2 separate regions of the Arachis hypogaea genome follow, and region 1 is linked to region 2. A link is a contact called in public Hi-C data. All regions are on one chromosome and are shown on one strand. The core of a region is the stretch at or near the end of the contact, and the rest is flanking DNA. Distances in the headings are between cores, read along the strand shown.

The links. A called contact is a pair of places that touch in the nucleus more often than the background predicts.
Region 1: a Hi-C map of leaf shows a contact between it and region 2, with 2.9 times the contacts expected there. The contact joins the enhancer-like site here to the promoter of LOC112797260 in region 2. A contact is called at or near these places in 2 of 8 Hi-C or Micro-C datasets (leaf and an unstated tissue).

The regions. Positions count from the first base shown.
Region 1 is chr4:110,782,696-110,788,446 of arahy.Tifrunner.gnm2.J5K5, reverse strand. No RefSeq gene overlaps it. Among protein-coding and RNA genes, the nearest start is that of LOC112797262, 11 kb to the right of the region's middle. Within about 2 kb of position 1,811, at least 2 of the 3 cell types and tissues checked have open chromatin away from gene starts, as enhancers often do.
Region 2 is chr4:110,730,610-110,736,285 of arahy.Tifrunner.gnm2.J5K5, reverse strand. LOC112797260 (NADH dehydrogenase [ubiquinone] 1 alpha subcomplex subunit 1) reads right to left here and starts at 1,669. Exons shown (of 3, transcript XM_025840107.2): 1 at 1,474-1,669; 2 at 1,259-1,358; 3 at 1-32. The coding sequence starts at 1,581. The coding sequence ends at 1,269.

The sequences.
Region 1 (5,751 bases), core at 562-3,061, 52 kb before region 2:
GGTGATTAATGAAAATGCAGCAAATATAAATATACTTAGGCTTGGTTTGGTAAAATTTTTTAAAAAAGTGTTTGTATTTTTTAAAAATACAAGTTATTTGTTTTGTGTTTGGTAAATAAAAAAGACCACATACTTGTATTTGTAACTTTTTAAAATTGGTTTGTACTTTTCAAAATTTAAAAATCTAATATAATTTCATATATTAACTAATTTTCAAATTTAACGTTTAAATTTATGTCTCTTATAATATTTTTAAATTTTAAAAACTATTTTATCAAACGTAACTATTATTACTTGTGTTTATTAAAAATTATTTTAATTTAATTTACCAAACATAAATAATACACTTCTTAAAAATTATTTTTTAAAAATTAACTTTTATAAATTACTCTTGAAAAAAAAAAATTTTACTGTCATTACTCGTTACTAGTATAATGATAAAAGAACGTGTTTTATTTTTTCCCAAATTCGCAACCGCTGCCAGCGTAATTGGAAAAGAATATGCATTACATAAAGATTAACGAGTACATGAAAATTAACTAGCACATGAAAATTAACAATTATATTTAAATGTATATTGAACTTCTCTTTAAACTCATAGTTAGGTGGTTTCACATAAATTTTGTTTGACCAATTTGTCTACATAAATCATATCGACATTTGGTATCAAATCAATATTTTTACATATAATAACAAGTAAAAAAAATATCGAGTGAAAATAAAACAAAATAAATTTAATTTGTTCATCTCATTGTGAAACCTTATAGTCTCCCATCAATGATTTATTGAGTTAGAATTTAGAAAGTTGTTAATCATGGCATTCACTCAAAACGTGCTCAACAAAATATTGAGATAAAACATATACTTCTTCAACTATGTAGACTTTGACTGCAAACCGTTTTCAATTTTGCAGTGACGAAGTTGGATTTTTTTTTTTTTTATTTTGCTGGCACAGTCTGCAAAATTAGACTGCTTGAGAAATTAGAAAATAACGAGCAAAAAAATTATTTTATAACGATATAAAATGAGAAAATATTTAAATAAATAAAAAGCCCTTCAATCAAATTCGTTTCCCTTTCGGCTTTTTAAGGCAATATCTCTGTTCTCTAGTCTGAAATCTGAATACAAAAAGTGAATATTATGTGACAGATAATAAGTTGTTGAAATATTAAATACTGAATTAATTTTATAAAAAATCTCTAAACTGCTGATACCATAACACCCAGCTAATATAAGAAAATGGCCTCTCGTGCTTGGGATTTGGGATTCTTCCATTTAACCAACCTCGATCATAATGGAAAAAAAAAGAAAAATAACATACATAATATTAATAAATAAATAATTTAAATGGTAGCTTCTATGTTTTTTTAAATATTTTTAAAATGTGTTATTCATGGAAGCGAGTTGTAGGTGATTAAATACAATAGAAAAAAACAAGTCTTTTTTTTTTCATAAACCTTTTTATTGGTTTTTTTTATGTATTCCCTAATTCGACATATAAAAACCTAATCCGTTACGCATCCAAGTTTCATCTAAAGATTTGCTGGGAACTTTTAAAAGTATTTGAAGAGCTTCGGAAAAAAAAAAGTTGTTTTTCTCGAATATTATATTCATTGTTCAAAAACCAGTTGGGCTTTCTGGAAGAAACTCATTCCTATTTGAATGGATTGAAGCCCATTGGGCCCTTTTTTTCTTATTGAATGTAGTGCCATGACAAAAAACCTAAGGCCGAATATCTAACTCATTGTTATAACATTTTCTGTGTACCATAATACTAAAAAGAAAATCAACTTGGTTGGTTAAGTGGTCAGCTCATTTGTCTGCTTAAGCAAGTGTCAGAGGTTTGAATCAAACCTTGTGCATGCAGCGACTTATTGGCTAACGACAGACCCTTAAATGGAGTTCAGACCCGTAACAAATTAGTTTTTGACCTGTCGGATTGAAAGATACCGTGTGCACCCTAAACCCTAAACTTTAAACAAGGCTTTAATTTTAGTGGTGAATCTTGATATCTCTTACGGTGTTGCATTCAGGTTCAAAACTTGGCTGATATGAAATATGATAGGAGCCTTTAAATATTACATGTATAAATGTATAGTGTGTAAGTTTGTGATATCCTAATATCTAAGATGAAAATTCTCTAATTCATGACAAAAAAATTTTTAGTAAACTGATAAAATAAAATATTAATTATTATTGAATTTTTTATTTTTATAATATGTGAGTCTTGTTCTTAATTCAAAAGTGATTTGATATTTTTCTTTTACTTTCTTAGTCTCTCTATTTTAAAAGAACTTGATCCAAATTCTTAGTTATACAATAGAAAATGAACTTGAGACGTTGAAAAGAATTAAATAAACAAATAAAAGCTTGGATGATTTACACATGAACGATGAATGATGATTGTGTCAAGGGAACTTATATTAAACCTTGAGAAATAAGTCTATAATCTTTCCTAGTTGTTTTGCTCAAAGTTAGTGATGTTTTTTAGATTATTTAGCATTGGCTATAGTAGAGAAAGAAATAATAATAATATACATGACTATGGTGGCACATATTGTTAAAGGGTTTGCTATGGTATTTAAGTTTAGTGTTTAATTGCTAAAAAAAAAAGTTAAATAATTAATATTTAATTTAAAAGTATCAAAATTAATAAATTTTAAATATTTAAAATTTATTATAAAAAATAAGTTAAATAAAAATTAAATATTAAGTAATAAGCACAAGAGAATTGGTCGAATATTAATTCATGGCAGAAACGATCAAATAAAATTCATAAGAAATTTTCATGGTAATTAGAGAAAAATATTTCCTGCCAAATTATCTTATGGATTTTATTCTTAATTTCTATTGAATTTATGCTCTTTTCACTAATTTTAAAATAAATCTATAAAAACATAATAACAAAAGTGGTTAAGTACGATTTGGTTTTTATAGTTTAGGTCAAAAATTTTATTCGTCTCAAACATATTTTTATATACAAAATTGTTCTTAAGGTTCAACTTGATTTTAAAATCGTCTTTTTTTACCTAAATCTTAACATTTTGGACTAACCTCTAACAAAAAAATTATATATATATAAAAAGAAGCCAGCAAGGAAGAAAAGAAGCACTCCCTCACTAGAAAGAGAGAAGCACGGGGAAGAGGAAGGTGGCGACAATGCCGTTGAGGGAGATGTTCGCGCCGCTCTTTATCGCTCGTCGCTGTTTTTCGCTCACTCGCCGTTGTTCGACACTATCTGCCTTTGCTCGTCGCCACTCGCCTTTACTCGTCACCACTCGTCACTCGCATCCTCGTCGTTTTGCAGTTTTGCCTTTGCTTTTTGTCACTCGCCATTCACTTTTGCTTCTGTTTCATTTCACTTCTAAGTTAGGGTTCTAATTCTATTTTATTTTCAGTTTTGTTGATTCTTTGATACTAATTTTTGCTTTTATTGTTTATTTATTACATTGTTTTTTTTTTTTGCTGTCTTGTTGTTGTGTCTTGCTGATGTTGCTGGTGTTTTTTGTTTATTCCTTTTGCTTCTGTTTTAAAACTTCAATTGTTGTTGTTGGTGCTATGAAAAATTGAAAATGCTTGTTGCTGAAGAAACAAAAGTACAAATTTTTGGATGAAGAAGAAGAAAAAAAAGAGAAACCAAGTATTTTAGTGAAAAAAGTTGTTGGAGAAGGATTGTTAGAGAAGGGTATTTTGATTCAACTGACGATTTTAAAACCAAGTTGAACTTTATGGACGATTTTGTATACAAAAAAAGATTGGAGACAAATAAAATTTTAAGCTTAAACCATAGGGACCAAAATTATACTTAATCCTAATAAAAACCTTAATATTAATAATATAAAAATAACTAATTGTACTAATAAATTTAGCGAACGCTGATAAAAGTACTTATCAAACAAGGAAACTAATGTTGTACTTATAAAAGATGAGTTCCGTGTGACAAAAGTACCTAAATTCTAATTTTTTATTGACCATTTAGTTAATAAAATATCCAAATTATCCCCTCTCTCTCTCTCTCTCTCTCTCTCTCTCTCTCTCTCTCTCTCTCTCTCTCTCTCTCTCTCTCTCTCTCTCTCTCTCTCTCTCTCTCTCTCTGAGCTCCTCTATGTCTCCAAGACCACTGCGTTCAAGTTCCAATTCGGTAGGTATGTGGTGGTCGCGTCGCGTTCAAGTTCCAATTCGGTGGCTAGGTGGTGGTCGCGTTGCCCCCTCTTCCTCTGCCAGTTCAAGATCTATGTCCTCCATCTCGCTCTCTCCTAAGAATTACTGATTTACTCACTCTCAGGTCTCACCTCTTTACCTCGCTCATCGTAGTTCTACACGGTCATTGCCAACACAACGGCAGCCAACGACGGAAGATGTCACTCGTCACTCCTCTCGCCGGCTCTTCTGTCTTGTCGCCAGGCCGCCAGTGTCTGCTCGCCTCTGCCTTTTCTGTTTGTGTCGTCCCGACCGCCTTGACTCTATTGTGCCTCACATGTCTCTGCTTTCGCCTCGTGCCTCATCTGCTTCTGCTTCTTTCGTCACAATTGTGTTGGTTTTTCTATAGGCTTTGTTCTATTCCTTTTCGAAGTTCTGCTTTTGCAATAACTCCAAATTGAAAAACCATTTCTATCTCTATTTTTGAATTTTTGTTTCTGTAGTGTAGTGTAGGTAAGTCCCTTTTATTTTTAGTTATTCTTATTAATTTTTTATATTATATTTTTATTGTTTTAATGTAGCTTGAAGGAGTAGGAGGTTGCTCTTATTGATCATTCCTTCAGTAATTGTTTTTTTTATCCTTCTTATTTTTATTATTTTGTTGCTTCTTGTTTACTAGCTTAGACAGCGGTGGTGTTTAGTTAGTTGTCTTGTGTTTTTTTATGATATCTTTAGTTTGGTTTGTTCTGATTTTCTAAATATTTTTATTTTTGTATTGATGTTGTTCCTCACTTTCAATGGTGGATCTATATATAAAAAAAGAGACATACGTCTTTCACCTTCTTCTTCGTGATGGTGTCGAGAACGACACCACAATTGGCTATGTGTCGCGCACCACCATCTTCCTCCAATTGCAGATCTAGGGTATCTATGTCTTAGTTTATTAGAGTGTTAATTATGTGAAATTGAGAGTGAGAGAGAGAGAGAGAGAGAGAGAGAGAGAGAGAGAGAGGTATGGTAATTTGAAAATTTTACTAAAAAGTCTAATAGAAAATTAGAGTTTAGGTATTTTTGTCTCACAGAATTTATCTTTTATGAATACAACATTAGAGCATTTTCAATGCTTAGTTTTAATTTCATTTCATTTTAGGTCCTATATAATATCAAATAAGCATTTGTGGGACCATATATTATAAAAATTGATTTGAAATTCAACATTAAAATTTGTCATTCCAATGCTTGGTTTCATTTCAATTTAACAATGCTACATAAAAAGGTTACAATGTTCATTTAACGAGTTTAATGAATATACAAATGGCAGCATTTTACTAGTCTTTCTTTAAAGGATAAACCACAAAAAATGCACCCGAATAATTTTGTCGCTGACAAAAATGCACTTGAATTTTGTTATCGACAAAAATGCCTTCAAATAATTTAAAACGCAACAAAAAATGGCCAACATTAAATATATATTTTCAAAAAATATTTTAAAAATTGAATTTTAATGCAGTGCTTTACAAGCATGATTAGAAAAATGAGATATTTTTATCTTTAAAATTTAATAATTTTTTACTAAATATATTTTTTTGTGATTTTTTTCCCACAACCAAT
Region 2 (5,676 bases), core at 420-2,919:
TATTCCCCTCGCAATCACATTGATTAAACAAACTGCAGTTAGCAGAACAAAGTGTCATGATTTCTATCATATATCCAGATCATAAAGTTTTACACACAAACCAACCGAATTCTCAAATCCCTACACTGCAATTCAAGTTAAACTGTTAGGGCACTACAGACAACCGGAAAAAAGAAAATTACTTGCAGTTGGAAGAATGTTAAAAGCTTTTATGCACATTCAAATATTTCATGAGCGTGAAAATGCGCCAATTACATCATATTAATTATCAACATGGCCATTTGTCCATCTTCTTCATTAAGGAAAGACATATTGTCAACAAAGAAATAAAGTATTAAAAAAAAAGAAGAAAAAAAAGAAAAGAGGATATTATACTTAACATCTAAGTGTAAAATAAACACATCAATACCAATAGATTGTGATTCAAGTTGCAAGCAAGCTGATGATTAGAATTAGTTGTATCACTTATACTAGAAATATCATAACCAAGGGTTAACGATGGGAGGGAGGAAAAGTGTACTTGTGCTTGTACAGAATACTTGCTGCTAATGTTTTATTCAACTGCTATAAGACCAACAATCTCATGGGCTTGGGCTCGGGCTAGGGCTAAAAAATCTCGATTTGTACACATAGGAATGAACTGAATGTGACTAGTCAAAAAATGAAAACACACGTTATGGATCTCACCAATCACTGCATGAAATGTTTGACAAAGTCATGAAGAAAGCCAGGTGCGATACTATTTCATCACCAAAAAGGGGCTAGGAAGACAATACTCAAGTAAACAGTAATCATGTTTCCAAGCATAGACACTACACTACTACATTTTGCCTTCATTTCTTGACTTACACACCCGAAATTCCTCTATCTCCATTTCTATGATAATCTGTTTCACTAAATTTTAAAACAGACAAACTTCCTCAGGGTAAAAAACAAAAATGCTATGTACACACCAATATAAGAAAAACGTGAATTTTATATGTTCAGCTAATTTAGTGACTGATTTTTTGAGTATAAATGATTAGTAAAAACATTAGACAAATAATTTCAATCCACTTCACTCTCTCCTACCGAAAAGGAAAGAAAAAGAAAAAAGATTCCAGCTTTTCCCAATTTCTCAATTAACTAAAGCCTCTCGACATAAAATTTCTCTAATCGACAAGCTCTAACACATGATTAATCAATAACTAATCACTATCCATCAACTCGACAGAGCAATTGGTGTAAACTGCAAACCCTAGATTGATTAATAAATTACCCGATGGCGATCAATTGGAAGAAGCGGAGGCTTGTTCCATGAGCTTCTTGTCCCTCCGTTCCATGGCGACGTCCCACATATCGTTCCCAATGTGCTTAGGCTGAGAAAATCAAGAACAAGACAAACCCTACGTTAGATCATTTAAGAAGCACGATCTGAGAAATCGATTAACTCCATAATTAACGAAGATTAACGTAAAGAGAGTGTGTAATTACTCTGCCGTGAGCGGCTTTGTGAATGGTGTACTGAATGCCACCCATGGCGCAGAGCATTCCCGCTATGATCCCCAGTGGCAGCATCGCTTCCATCCATCGCAAATTCATTTTCACACTTCTCTCTTCTCTCTCCCTCTCTCTTCTCTTCTCTTTCTTGCTTGCTTGCTTCTTTTTTTTTTTTCCTTCTTTCCTTTTAAGCATGTTACCACTTTTTAAAATCATCACCTAATGTGGGATTTTTGTTTCAATATTGGGCCTAACCCAACGTTTTTTGGGCCAACAAAAACATAAAATGTCTATTCGCTTTAGAGTCGACTATGAGACCAATTAAAACTGTATAAAGAAGTATAGGGAGCCAATGGAAATTTTGTACAATGTGTACAATGGAGGTTTAGAGAAGTTCGATTCAATATTAGAGATATAATCATTAGTGTTATCTTTTCCTATTAGGTTAAGCTTTTGGGATGAGTGGTTTCATAACATGGTATTAGAGCTCTAGATCCGAAAGATTAAGAATTTGATCTTGGGATGAGTGATTTCATGACATGAGATGTTTATTATTCCGAATATTTGGATGGTTATTCTGGATAGTATGGGTGATGTTCATTTTATTCATATTGGGCTAAAGATTTAGTCCATTGTACACATTGTACACTTAGACTATTGACTCTCTAATAGTACTCAAACTGTATAAATGATAACCAACTTGGTTGGTCTTGTAATCAGTTAACTCATCTATTTTGGGAGTTGAATTTTATTCTAAAATTCAAATTTGCAATAAATTAGTATTTATTTGTCGAATTAAAAGATACTGTATGTAGAAAAAAACTATTCATATGAATTTCATTAGCAAAGGAAAATTTTTGCAACTACTTTTATTTATTATTAATTTTTTTATTTTTGAAAAAAAAAACTTTACTACTTGCTAGTTACATTTAATCTAGTTGGATTAATGCTTGTGTACTAGTAGTAAAGATATTTGCCTCCTAGTCCTAGATAATAATACCAGGCTCGATCTCCAGCATCATTTAGGTTGTGGTTGAAAAAAAAAGGAAAAAAATTTATAAACAATTACTATTCACCTCCAAAAAAATTCTTGCTACTTTTTTAACGGAAATATTGTATTCTATTAATAATATTAAAGATATGTAAATTAAATTGATTACAAATTTTTGATAGGATTTTTTTCTGTCACAAAGCATTTGATCTTGTAAGAAGCAAGTTTGCTAGAATATGTGCCATTAAATTGCCATCTCTCTTTGACATGGGAGATATAGTAAGACCTAAACATGTACAAAAAGGCTTTAGTGTTGAAAATTAGAAGTCCAAAATTATCATTTGGTGTGGTAGCCGAAAGAGTGAGTATTTACAACCATAAAAAAAATTATCTTTACTGGTTGTCCAAATATAATATTAATATAAAAAAAATATTGCATTCATAAATTAAGTATATTTTATACTCAATCTTGAACCAGCTTTATTGAATTCAAAAAGAGAACAACACAAGAAAATACACTTAATGAAAACCACCAATGGAGAGAACAACTTTTTTAGCTGCTTCTGATTGCGTATGGTTGTATCGTAGAAGGCAGCAAAAAAATGGTCATGTTGCGATTCACGGCGGCCGCCACTGCACCTACCAGAAATGTAGACAAGTTTTCACCTTCAAACAAGTTGTTCTATGGGAGGCTTAGTGTTGCCACTATACCCTGCATACACCATACATACATATATCTTGTTGACTAATTCAGTTATTCCAAATAAAATTTTTTAGGGGTAGTTCTAAAAATATTTTAGTATGTTTGTCCTGATAGATTAATTATCTCTTATATCAATATTAAAGATATTATCAAATAGATAACATAAATGACACAAAGTAAGGATATTTACTTAATCTAATTAATATATAAGCTAAACATTTAATAAATATATTTCTAACCTTTGAAACCCTAGTTGCAAGATTGAGGGGTAAACCTGAAAATTTTCAATATGAAAAATGCTTGAGTATGTGAGACAGGGTAAGCAAGAATTTCTCTTGTCAGGTTTCTGATGTTCTTGAGAGCATCCTCTCTGGTAGGACTAAAATAGTACAATAACATAAGATCAAAACTATACAATGTAAACATTCTTGTTTAAAAAATAAATTAAAGGCAATAAATAAAACAAACAAACAATCTTGTTTTACTTAAAAATGTCTAGTATCAGAATAGTGGTGTTAAGCCAGAGTTTCGACCAACAAAAAAATAAACATAATTTTATACTTATAGCACGTTTCAAAATGCTAAGAAGGGTAAAACAAATGTTGTGAAAGGATTACATAAACAAATGTTAGTTTTAGAAAGTGAGATTATAAATTTATATTTTGGTATCTTCTTAATTACCTTTATTGATTATCCAAATATAATATTAATATAAAAAAATATAGCATCCATAAATTAGGTACATTCTAAACTCAATCCTAAACCAGTTTCATTGAATCCAAATAAGAGAATAACACAAGAAAATATACCAAATAGAAACCACCGATGGAGAGAGCATCTTTTTTAGCCGCTTCTGATAGCGTATGGTTGCGTCGTAGATTGCAGGAAAAAAGGTCATTCAGTCGCTCATGGCGGCCGCCACTGCCCCTATCAAGAAGGCGGGAAGGTTTCCACCTCCAAACACGTTGTTCCATGATAGGCTTAGTTTTTCCACTATAATCTGCATACATTATACATACATATATCTTGTTGGCTAATTCAGTTATTCAAAATAAAAAATTTTTAGGGGTGATTTTGGAAATAGTTTAGTATATTTGTCCTAATAGATTAATTAGCTTTTATATCAATACTAAAGATATTTTGAAATAGATAACATACATGACACAAAGTAAAAATTTTTAATTGCTCTAATTAATATATAAGTTATACATTTAAAAAATATATTCTGATCTTCGAAATTCCACTTGCAAGATTGAGAGATGTTCATACACTGGTCTAAGCTATAAGGTCGGGCTGGCCAAAGACAAGGGAACCGACCTCATGAAAGGTTGGCCTGCTACCGACCTAGTTGTTTAAAAGCTCGGACCATCTCCCCAGAGGCCCAAAATAAAGGACCACTGCCTACTAGAAGGCGGTTAGCAAAAGTTGCGATCTCACTCGCTAAAGATAAGATAAGATAACAAACTTATCTCAAAGAAAGATCACCAAGCACCATTATAAATATATTGGAGCACCCAGGTATAACTCATACTCCAATTACATAGAAAACCTACCTAAAGTCCGTACTGACTTAAGCATCGGAGTCTCTTGCAGGTACCATCACCCCCCGGTGAACGGAGATCAGCTACATCCCACACTCCAACAAGTCGGACACGGCAGATTCGATCAAGCCAGAAGATCTCGTCCGAGATCGACCTCAACATTTCAGGTAACCCTCGGAACATTGGCACCGTTGCCGGGGACCTTGGAAGTCATCCCAAGATCATGGCAAACAACCCTCCTAACAACGACTACCCCGACCTCACCCAAAGGAACCAACCACCCTAAAGGGGATAAACAACCTCAAAACACAGAAATTTTAGGCGCCATCCGAGAGCAGCAAGATCGCCTAAAACAGCTCGAGCGAGAAGCTGAACGACAACGGGAGGCCGAGCGAGTCTTACAAAGAGAAACAAGACGACGACGAGAGCTGGAAGAGAAACTTCAAAAGCTCGAAGCCGACCTCAAGCAAAGGACTACTCGATCCAATCGTGAAGCTAGCCCTCACAGAGAATAGGACCCATTTACGGAAGAAATCATGAAGGCAAAAGTCCCAAAGGACCTCAAAGTCCCCGATATGACCCCATACGACGGAACATCCGACCCAAGCCACCATCTCAGCAACTTTAGAAGTCGGATGTACTTCACGGACGCCTCGAACGCAACTCGCTGTAAGGCCTTCCCGACCACCCTCACCAAGATGGCTATAAAGTGGTTCGACAGCCTGCCCCCAAGGTCGATTGCCAGCTTTGATGATCTCGCCTAAAAGTTCCTAGCCAGGTTCTCCATCCAGAAAGACAAAGTCAAACATGCTCCAAGTCTACTAGGGATTAAACAGGGAGACAAAGAAAGCATCCGGAACTACATGGAAAGATTCAACAAAACATGCCTCGACATACAAAATCTCCCCACCGAAGCAGCTATCATGGGACTGATCAATGGCCTGCGAGAAGGGCCCTTCAGC